Regions from separate parts of the Mus musculus genome. Here region 1 is linked to region 2. The links are chromatin contacts, called in public HiChIP or PLAC-seq maps. All regions are on one chromosome and are shown on one strand. The core of a region is the stretch at or near the end of the contact, and the rest is flanking DNA. Distances in the headings are between cores, read along the strand shown.

What was found. HiChIP or PLAC-seq counts read pairs in DNA pulled down with a chosen protein or histone mark.
Region 1: an H3K27ac HiChIP or PLAC-seq map of heart atrium shows a contact between it and region 2, with 5 times the contacts expected there. The contact joins two enhancer-like sites. A contact is called at or near these places in 3 of 484 Hi-C or Micro-C datasets (the HL-1 cell line, cerebral cortex and nephron progenitors) and 2 of 115 datasets of contacts at active chromatin or transcription factors (embryonic basal ganglia and heart atrium).

Annotation. Positions count from the first base shown.
Region 1 is chr12:82,933,257-82,938,153 of GRCm38.p6, reverse strand. The region is part of intron 2 of Rgs6 (regulator of G-protein signaling 6); the gene reads right to left. 1700085C21Rik (RIKEN cDNA 1700085C21 gene) reads left to right here. Exons shown (of 3, transcript NR_046045.1): 2 at 579-634; 3 at 4,760-4,897. Among named protein-coding and RNA genes, the nearest start is that of 1700085C21Rik, 3.4 kb to the left of the region's middle. Within about 2 kb of position 2,428, at least 23 of the 459 cell types and tissues checked have an H3K27ac peak or open chromatin away from gene starts, as enhancers often do. A contact at or near this core is called in heart atrium, where this site is marked.
Region 2 is chr12:82,662,615-82,667,562 of GRCm38.p6, reverse strand. All of the region lies in intron 2 of Rgs6 (regulator of G-protein signaling 6), which reads right to left. Among named protein-coding and RNA genes, the nearest start is that of Rgs6, 48 kb to the right of the region's middle. Within about 2 kb of position 2,727, at least 22 of the 459 cell types and tissues checked have an H3K27ac peak or open chromatin away from gene starts, as enhancers often do. A contact at or near this core is called in heart atrium, where this site is marked.

The DNA of each region.
Region 1 (4,897 bases), core at 1,179-3,678, 270 kb before region 2:
TCTGGCATTGACTCAGCACAAGGGAAAGAAAAGCCTTATCTGCCTTAGCTGTCCTGTAAACTTCATCAGACCTGCCTGGAAGAGCCTGGATCTGCAGGGAAACCTCCCTTGCTGTGACCTCGTGAGCACCCAGAGAGGTTGCCACCCACTTCACCATCTCCCTGTTAACTGAACACCTCTGAGGTCCTAGGACCATGCCCGGTTCTTAGGCTTCAGCAGAGAGCAAAACGGACCTTCCATTCCGTTTCCCTGCCTCTGTTCAGTTTGTCTTTCGCCAGAGCAGTGGTTCTCAACCTTCCTAGTGCTGCAACCTTTTAATTCAGTTTCTCACACTGTGGAGGCCCCTAACCATAAAATATTTTTGTTGTTACTTTATAACTGTAACTTTGCTACTGCTGTGAATCATAATATAAATATCTGGTATGCAAGATCTCTGATACACAATTCCCGTGAAAGGGTTGTTCGGCCCCCAAACCACTGCACTAGAAGCAGACTGGCAAAAACCAGTAGAAACCAAATATTGAACTTGTATTTTAGGTAAGCATTTACTAATACTTTGTTTATTATTCCTCTCCCAGTAGGACTTCTGAGATACCTCAACTATCCCCAACTGGTTTAGATGTGAGAAAATAAGGTATTTTTAAAAATCACTTTTCCCCCAGAACCAATGTTTGCTCCCTGGAGGAACAGAGAGAGGCCTTATGAATCAAAGCTGGCTTCTAAGGTCACTCAGTGCGAGCACCCACCGTGCTATGGTCTAGAAGGTCCACTCAGTGCTAGCACTCCATGTAGCCCCTCCTAGGCTAGTCTCAAGCGTCTGCTGATCTGGGCCTCCATCTGGAGGTACTGAAGGAAAACTCACTTGTGCTGGTATCAGAATTAGGTTCCTTGTAGCTGTAGCACTGAAGGCCGGCACCTCACCTTGCTGCTGTGAGTCCAGGACAGGATCACACAGGCTGTCCATACACTTTAACATGCAGGCTCCTCAACCTTCAGATAACCAGGTACGCAAACTAGTTCTCAATTGCTACTAACCAGGGAACGCGCTTGGCTTTTCAAGGGCCATATGATTAGGCCAGACCCATCCAAACAACATCCCTGGCCATAAATCTATGTCATGTAACATACCTAATCACAGAAGCAAAATTAATCACATCTGTGGAACCAGAGATCATGCATAGCATGAGTGTCCTTGGGGAACCCACCCCAGAGCCCCCGTAAAACGCCAAACAATTGATTTCATTTGGAGTGATAGCTTTTCTTTTCCTTTTCTATCTTCTTTTTGGGCAAACATATTTACGTTCTCATTTACTACTAGGCCACACACCGTGGCGTTGTCACAAGGCTAAATGTCTTCATTGTTTAAGTTTTCAATTGCTGGGTCATTTAGTTCCAAGCTTTATGATGTTTTCCTTAAATGGATTAAAACAACAACAAAGAAAAACAAAAACAAAAAAAACCCCATAGAACATTAAAATTGCAAGCATATCTTCCAAAGATAACCAACATACCGGACAAGTGCATACTTTTGTTAGTTATTATATGAAAGCTAATTCCATGTTTGATGAAGTAAGTTGCTGGAGTTGATAGCGTCGGGTGGCATTTGTTGGAGCCGGGGCGGTAGAACTTTACTCTGATAGATTAGGATAAGTTTTCTGTAGTTGGCCAGCCTGTAATGTGGCTAATCCCAAGGAGGAAAGCAGGGCGAGCTGCCTCTGCTAGCTTCCCACTGTTGCCTGAACACCTGATCACAAACTTAGTGACTGAAAGCAGAGCTGTTTACTGTTTTTTGCCAGAGCTGAGAAGTCTGGAGTGGCTGGAGAAGCTGAGTCCTCTCACGTTCCTAGGAGAGACTCAATGGCTTGGCTCTTGCAGCTCTAGGCTGCATGCGATCTTTAGCTTCTAGGCCCTACCTTATTGCAACCACATCTGCCATACAACTCCTTCGCTGGCTCTGAGCACCACCCTCTCCACTGCCTATGAATGACTCTGGGTCAGCTCATAGCATAGTTTAGGATAACATGCCATCTCTTTGAATACATAGAGTAACATAAGCTCTAGATATCTGAATGGTCAGGCACATGATTCCAGGGCTTTATGCTACCTATTGCATAAGCCTTGGGAGGTCTGAAGGAAGTTATGTGTTCTTGATTGTTCTGTGGCCTGTAAGTTCACTCTCAAAGGAACTGCAGTGGTGCCCTAGGGGATAGCTTACTCACCAAGGGCAGATATTAGACTTCCTTCTAATGCATTGTCCTATGGGTTCATATAGAGAAAACAAAAGCCATGTAGAGTCATATCTAAGGGATGACACAGGAAGAAAGGAATCTTTGCTCTGATCTCCAGGGACGATCTAGGCAGAGCCAATAGTATAGCCTTTACTCACAGTTATTAGCACTGCATTGTGATCGCAAGCCCAGCTATTAAGTGCATTTCTGAGTCATTCTACACAGTAAAGAGGGAAATAGATGTCCTCTTGCAGCAGGCACAGGTCTGTGTGCTTTTGCTTCAACTTCCATGAGTGCACGGCAGGGTCAAGGACATCCTTCTACACCCGCCTTCAGTGACAGCCTTTGAAAGTTGAGCCAACCCTGTGCAACTGCCATAAATGGTTTCGGATCAGCTCAGAGGCACTGTGCCATTTCCTAGAAGTCCTGTAGGCCCACTCTTGGTGACAAAGGTTACCTTGGGAGATTACAAGAAAGGCATTAGAAGCCATTGCATGGAACTAATGCTTTCTTAAGGCAGGAATGTTTATTGGCTGCTGGTGCCCATATTTCCTCTCATCTTTTATTACTTTCCATCTTAATAGGGCCTTTGCACCATTCCACAGTGCATGGATACAGGCAGCACAGTGGCTTTCATTTCCTGTGTCTACATACTACTTGCTAGACCCGCTGTCTACACTCACGCTGGGTTAGCTGTTGACCCAATTTAATGCCTGGCTGGAAAATTTCCTCTCTGTTGTGATTAAAAGGGAAGGAAGTAGGAAGAGAGAGATGATTCAGTGACATGTATATTATAATTCTTTGATGAAAGGAAGAAAGGGAGTAGTGATGGAGGCTGTCTAATGATCCATAGGCTTAGGATTTCACTGTAGGCTTGAGCTTCTGACCCACAATGCAGTTGTAGTTGTTGGAAGCCCAGAAGACTCATGCTCAATTATATGCAACCACATACATCTCTTGAGTCAATTTTTCTTAAAGCTATATTTTACCTCCCAAACCACTATTAAATATCATATTCAACCAAATACCCTGGCATCATTCTTTCGGATAACTTACCAATTTAGTGGGGAAAAGGCAGGCATACTAAGGTAGACAACACATTTGCCATCATTGGGGAAGGCTAGGTGGGCTGGACTCAGAAGTGAGCTAAAGGGGAAAGGTTGCAGATAGAATTGTGTGTCACATGGCATGCTGCACATTATTCCAGCACTTGGATGCAGGATACAACAGCAGTACATGTTCATAGGGCACCCTCTCTGGTGTTCAGTACATTTCCTGTAGGCTGTAACTGCAAGGGGCGTTAAGAATGTCTTGTCTATTACTATCATTTTATGCCCTGAGCTATTCAATAACAGCCAATCCATTCAGCAGTTTCTTCACAGATGGGGGAATGAAAGTCAGTGTATCTAGAATACCAGGCACGTGGACCTTCTGTGTGGTGCACTGTCCTGCTGGGCCAAATAATGGCGGCTGCACGTGGAATTAAGATCTCAGGTGGTTTTTTTTCAAAAGCCAGGTAACCTTGGTCTCCTCTGAGCCTCAGGTGCTTCTCTCCAGTGCTGACCATATTTATTACGTTAGGTGGTTTTAGAGACTGTGTGTGAGAGTATATGGTAGGGAGGATGATGTCTTTCTGTTCCTACCCCTGATCCAGTTGGCCTGACCCAGGAGTTTACTCAGTCAGGTCACATGGCAAGAGGAAATTAGGGTGGCTAATGACTTATAAGATGGAGACTGTCCTAGAGAATCCCCAGTTTAGCCCATTGATGTTATAGGAGTCCAAAAAAATGGGTGAAGAAAGTAGGGGGGAGGAAGGAGGCAAAGGTTATTGTGGGGCCATGTAAGAGGGACTTCACTTCCTGGGGTTGGCTTTGAAGAGGGAAGGGATAAAGAGCCAATGTAAGGTGCTAACTTCAAGATACTTGAAGAAACAGGAAACAGATTCCCCCTGGAGCCTTCAGAAGAGAACATCTTGATTTTAGCCACGTGACACCTGTGTCAGATTTTCTAACCTCTAGAACACAAAAGAGAACAGAGTTGTATAGTTATAAACCAGTACACTATCTCTCGGTGCTGAGGACAGAACTCTCATGTAGGCCACTGAGCTCTAGCCCCAGCCCAATAAAGCCACAAAGTGTGGCCATTTGCCACAGAAACCAGAGAAGACTGGTGTGGGCTGTGATGACTATGTCAGGTCAACTGCTGCAGTTGAAAACTCTGCCCCTTATCTAGAAGCTGTGATCTCATCCATTCATTGGCCCATGTTCTGCCAGGCTTTCGTTAGTGCAAAGTAAGGTGGTATGCTTAGGTATATAGCTCAATGAAAAAGCACTTGCCAGTATGTAAGGCTCTGGGTCTGACCCTTAGCTACACACCAAATAAACAAATGGATGAACAGCCGATATGGGGTTTTATTTGTTTGTTTGTTTATTTTGTAGCAGGGTAGCTTGGGGTTAGGGTTAGCTACATGGAAGGGAGGGAATCAGGGGCCATGATGATACACCCTAACATCTCTAATGACTTTTTCCCAGCTGCCCAACAACAAATGAAGATGTATTTTGGGGCCTGTTTGACAGACAGGGTTGGAAATGCTGCCACTTCATTGCTGCCATAGTGGAACAGCTTGTCACGGCGCATAATTTCTTCTTCTCTGAAAGCCTGGCCCAAGA
Region 2 (4,948 bases), core at 1,478-3,977:
CTTCCTGGGATGTTTCAGAACACACAGCCCAACACTTCCAATGACCCTCTATACTCTTTTTGCACTTAGAAGACAAGAAAGTCTCCTCAGTAATGTACAAGATAAATAACATAACCCAGCAGGTACCCCGCATTCCAGGAGGTTAGCACAGACATCATTTATACTCATGAACATGGGGCAGGCTCTAAATGCTCTTGCATATATTCTTCCCAGCTGAACATCTGTGAGTGTCTGGTGATGAGCTAGCGTGGTAGGGCAGTGCTGGGGCTACCAACCTACAAAAAGATTGTCCCAGCAAGGATGTCTACGGATGCTCTTCCAGCCCCTCCAAAAAGTCCCTATCTCTGTAAAAGCCACTTAGTAAATATTTTAGGCTTTGTTGATTGCTCAGATCATGTCTGTCACAACCACTCCACTCCTGTGGGGGGGGGGGCGGGAGGGGAGCTCAAAAACCCATAGGTAATTCATAAACAAATGTTATGACTGGGCTTCAAAATAAATCTCAAAATATGAACACTGACACTTAAGTTATTTTCACATAGCATAAAATATTGCTTCTGTTTTGATCCCCGCAAATCATTTCAAGATGTAAACACCAATCTAAACTTGAGTGATACAAAACCAGCTTGGGGACAGGTTAATGACATGTGACAACAGCCCTACAGTTGTTTCGTCCATCACTGAAGGCTCCTTAGCAAAGTGATGATGTTTGATATTAGTGACTCACTTAAGGATGGGGAATATTTACCATCCGAGTCTCATCATAGGTTTTCTTGGGTAGGTCTTTGAGGTGGCTCAACTACCTTGAGTCATGTTAACGTTCAAGGTCCTACTCTCTCTTGGAAGTTTCGGTAACTTCTGCACCCTCTGGTCCTGCTTGCTTAACATGCACAAAGCCCTGGGGTGGTTCCCTAGCACCAGATGTACTGGGTATAGTGTCACCTGCCTGGAATCCCAGTGTTTGGGAGGTGGAAGCCAAGGAGGATCGGAAGTTCAAGTCCATCTCTGGCTATATATCTAGTTCAAAGTCAACCTAGATTACCTGAGACCCTATCTCAAAAAAATACATATTTATTTGCCTTGATGTTACAGATTTTAAAAAATTACATAGAATAACTGGGGTCAAGTGGAGTTGTGAGGAGGTCATACTGGATAGAGTTGAGTAAGTGGGGGTTTCCTTATTAATTGTGACCACATCATCAGCACAGTTACCCCTCTATGGTGTGGGCATATCTGTGCCTTGAGGAAAACCTACTATGGGCTCCAACTGCAACTGAGGCCTTTAAGATCCCTCTTATCCTCCCTACCTGTGTCTGAAATGTACTACTTCTCGGCCCCACTGTGGTCCCCAGCTAAAACAAATGGAAAGAATACAATCGTTTTACCTGTTCCTTGCCCCACGAGAAGGAAAACTCCACTATCAACATTCCCTATCGGCAGCTATAAAACAAGGAGGGAAATTTCCAAAACAGTTTCCCTTGTCTTCTTCCTAGACAGACAGAATGGTAAGGAGAATAAAGTGCCTCCAACGATACCCATGTTCACTCAGCCTCTTGTATCCATATGCCCTCCAAGCTGTGAATGAATGCGTTACTATACAGGTAAGGGGGCTTGGTAGGTGTGACTGGGTTGTGGGCATTGAAGTGGAGAGATTGTGCTGGCTTGACTGGGTGGACTTCCTTGTCATAACAGAGGCTCATGGGAACATGAGGGTGAGGGCTCTGGTGATGCATACAGGATGGAGTGATACAAGGCTGTGTGCCAGAGAGGCTCAGAAAAGAGAGTTTGATTTACCCTGGACCCTCAAAAGAGAACCCAGCACTGCTAAATCCTTTCCTATCTCTGATGCCCAAGGATTTTTTTTTCTTTATTTTTTTATTTTTATTTTTTGCTTTGTTTTAAGCCAGTCCATTGGAGGTATTTGTTACAGCATCCAGCAGAAGCTGATCTGTGATGTAGCTGCGGGGAAATGTTAGGGATGAAGAGGAAGCATGGGTTCTCTCTTTTTTTTAATAATTTATTTTTTAATTAGGTATTTTCTTCATTTACATTTCAAATGCTATCCCAAAAGTCCCCCAGACCCTCCCCACCCCACTCCCTTACCCATCCACTCCCACTTCTTGGCCCTGGCATTCCCCTGTACTGAGGCAGATAAAGTTTGCAAGACCAAGGGGCCTCTCTTTCCACTGATGGCCGACTAGGCCATCTTCTGATACATATGCAGCTAGAGACACGAGCTCCGGGGGTACTGATTAGTTCATATTGTTGTTCCACCTATAGGGTTGCAGACCCCTCTAGCTCCTTGGTTGCTTTCTCTAGCTCCGGGGATCCATCCCATAATCAGCCTCTAATGACACCATTGCATACACCAGCAAGATTTTGCTGAAAGGACCCTGATATAGCTGTCTCTTGTGAGGCTATGCCGGGGCCTGGCAAACACAGAAGTGGATGCTCACAGTCAGCTATTGGATGGAACACAGGGCCCCCAGTGGAAGCATGGTTTCTTAAGTCAATCCCTGAATCTTATTACACCTAACCCTGAATACAGGTGCCATCGCCTCCTCTGTCACCCAAGGTCCCTAAACTCTAAGGCTGCTGATCCTGGAAACAAGACGAGGCATAAAATGGGAAGTTGAGAGGGAGAGCGGGCAGCTAGAGAACACTGTAGTCGTACACAGAGAGCCTTACCCAAGAGGACTGCAAAGGACGAGATAGAAATGGAATGTGTCTTTATTTATAGCAAAGCCTGCCTCCCCTCTCAAGTATGTGACAGAAGAGCTGTTTTAAAGTTTTATTCTTCAAACTTGGCTGCAGAACTTGGCTGGCTCTCAGGGCTGCGCTTTTGTATTTAGCTTTCAAATATAAGAAGCTACCCCATGGTTAAACTGTAGGCAGAGGGTGGGGTGTGCAGGCAGGGAAAGCGCCCGCCATGGGGAGTGGAGCAAGGTTGAGATGGTATTCTTATTTAGTTAGCTGCTTAAGAAAAACAAATAGAGGATAAAATAGCAAATGGCTTGGACAGGCTCCAAGATGAAAATTTTTTCTGGATACCTTGGCATCCACAAAGCTCTCAGGGGAAGCTGGGTGCTGCTGTAGGGTTCCTCAGACAGCAGGATGGGAACACGGTTTAGAAGACAGAAAGCAAAGAGGAGAAATGGGTCCTCGCTCCTGGGAATCACCTCAGTTTTATTCCATGATCCATAACAGAGGACTTTGCCTGCATCCCAAGGAAGCCAGCCTGAGTATGTATATAAAGCCGACAGTGATCTTGCAGAAAATAATGGAGAGCTGTAGTCACGTGTGACACAAGCTGTGCCTTTTGACCTAAGAATTCTAAACTTTGGTACTACGACTACTAAATTAATTAATTAATTAATTAATTAACTTAATTATGCTCCAGGCACTAGGGGTGTAGCTCAGTTGGTAGAGTGCTTGCCTGGCACATGTGAAACTCTTGGTTTGAATTCCAGCGCCATATAAACCAAACATGTTAGTACAAGCCTTGAACACCAGCACTAGGGAGGTAGAGGCAGGAAGAACAAAAGTTCAAGGCCATCTCAGCTATATAGGGAGTTTAACCCCAGCCCCAAATACATAAGATCCTACATAATAAATAATAAATAACTGTGCACTATCTACTTTATCAAATGTTATTCCACCTTTATAATTGATGACGATGAAGATGTCTTGTGTCATAGATTAATATCTAGTGATAGATAAGAAGGCAGCATACAGTTTCACATATGCAATGATAACCCACTAGCTTAAAACAGACATTCACCCCAACCCACATCCAAAACTGGAAGGATTCAGGCCAAAGTGTTAACTTCAGTCACACTTGCGTGGTAGACATAAGACATGTGTAAGCTTTCTTTTTTTCTCTCTGGGATTTGATTCTTTTTTATTTGGATTCTTATTTTTAAAATAGAACAGATTTTTTTAAAAGGAGGAAGGAAGAAATAAAATCAGTTGTTAAGGAACTTGGCTCTACTGATTGATACCTCTCACCATGTGAGTTTGAGAAGTAATAGTGTATACATTTTCTTGCTTCAGGTCCTCATGTGAGGAGTGAGGCCACACTTGCATCACATACATCTTCTGTATGTAGGGCAGGTAGTACTTGATGATTTAAGTCTTGTTTGGTGTTTTGATAGTGCAAAAGAGATACACATGGGCAATAAATTGCCATCAAATTTTTATGTTCTCCTGGCCTCCCAGGTGAGTATATTTCTGCATGTGAGGGTCGCAGCAGCAGTGAGACACACCTTTGTCCATCACATGAGGACCAGAGGAAACCACTGACACCATGAGCTGTCAAGCTAAGTTTGATGTTGATTTTATGGGTTAGCCATATTACATGCATTTTTGATTGACCACATCTTCAGAAACAATGGGATTACCAGCGTGTAGTATAAGGAACAGAACTTTACCACTAGCTAATGGGCATCTAGACAGAAAGTGCACTTTACCAAAGATATTCCACACTTTTGCCCACATGCCTCCAGGACCCAGAGTCCTTTTCTTAAGGATGCAATTTCAGTTGTTTTTCTTCTGATGTCCTCTTCCTCTGTAGGTAGCATGGTTCACATTAACTGTATTGTAATATATTGCAAATAGTCTTAAGATTTTTCTTCTTTCTTTTTACAGACATCAATTTGTTCCCTGAAACTCCAAGCTTCAGAATAAAGCACACAAGTCTGCATTCAATGCCAGTCATGACTCCCCTGGTTCTTGGTTTCCTTATCTGTCTTACCAACAAGTTCTTCCAGTGACTCTGCGTGCGTCAGTATGAACACTGCACCTGCCACAGAACCTGGCCTGAGAGCAGTGGTCCATAAACAATTAGTTTATTTTCTAATCCTGGTCCACCCTGCTCTCCTCCATTAGGCTGGCAGGCTTGTCTAGGGCAGGGACTGAGTTTGGCGGTACCCTTTATTCCTCAGGCAGT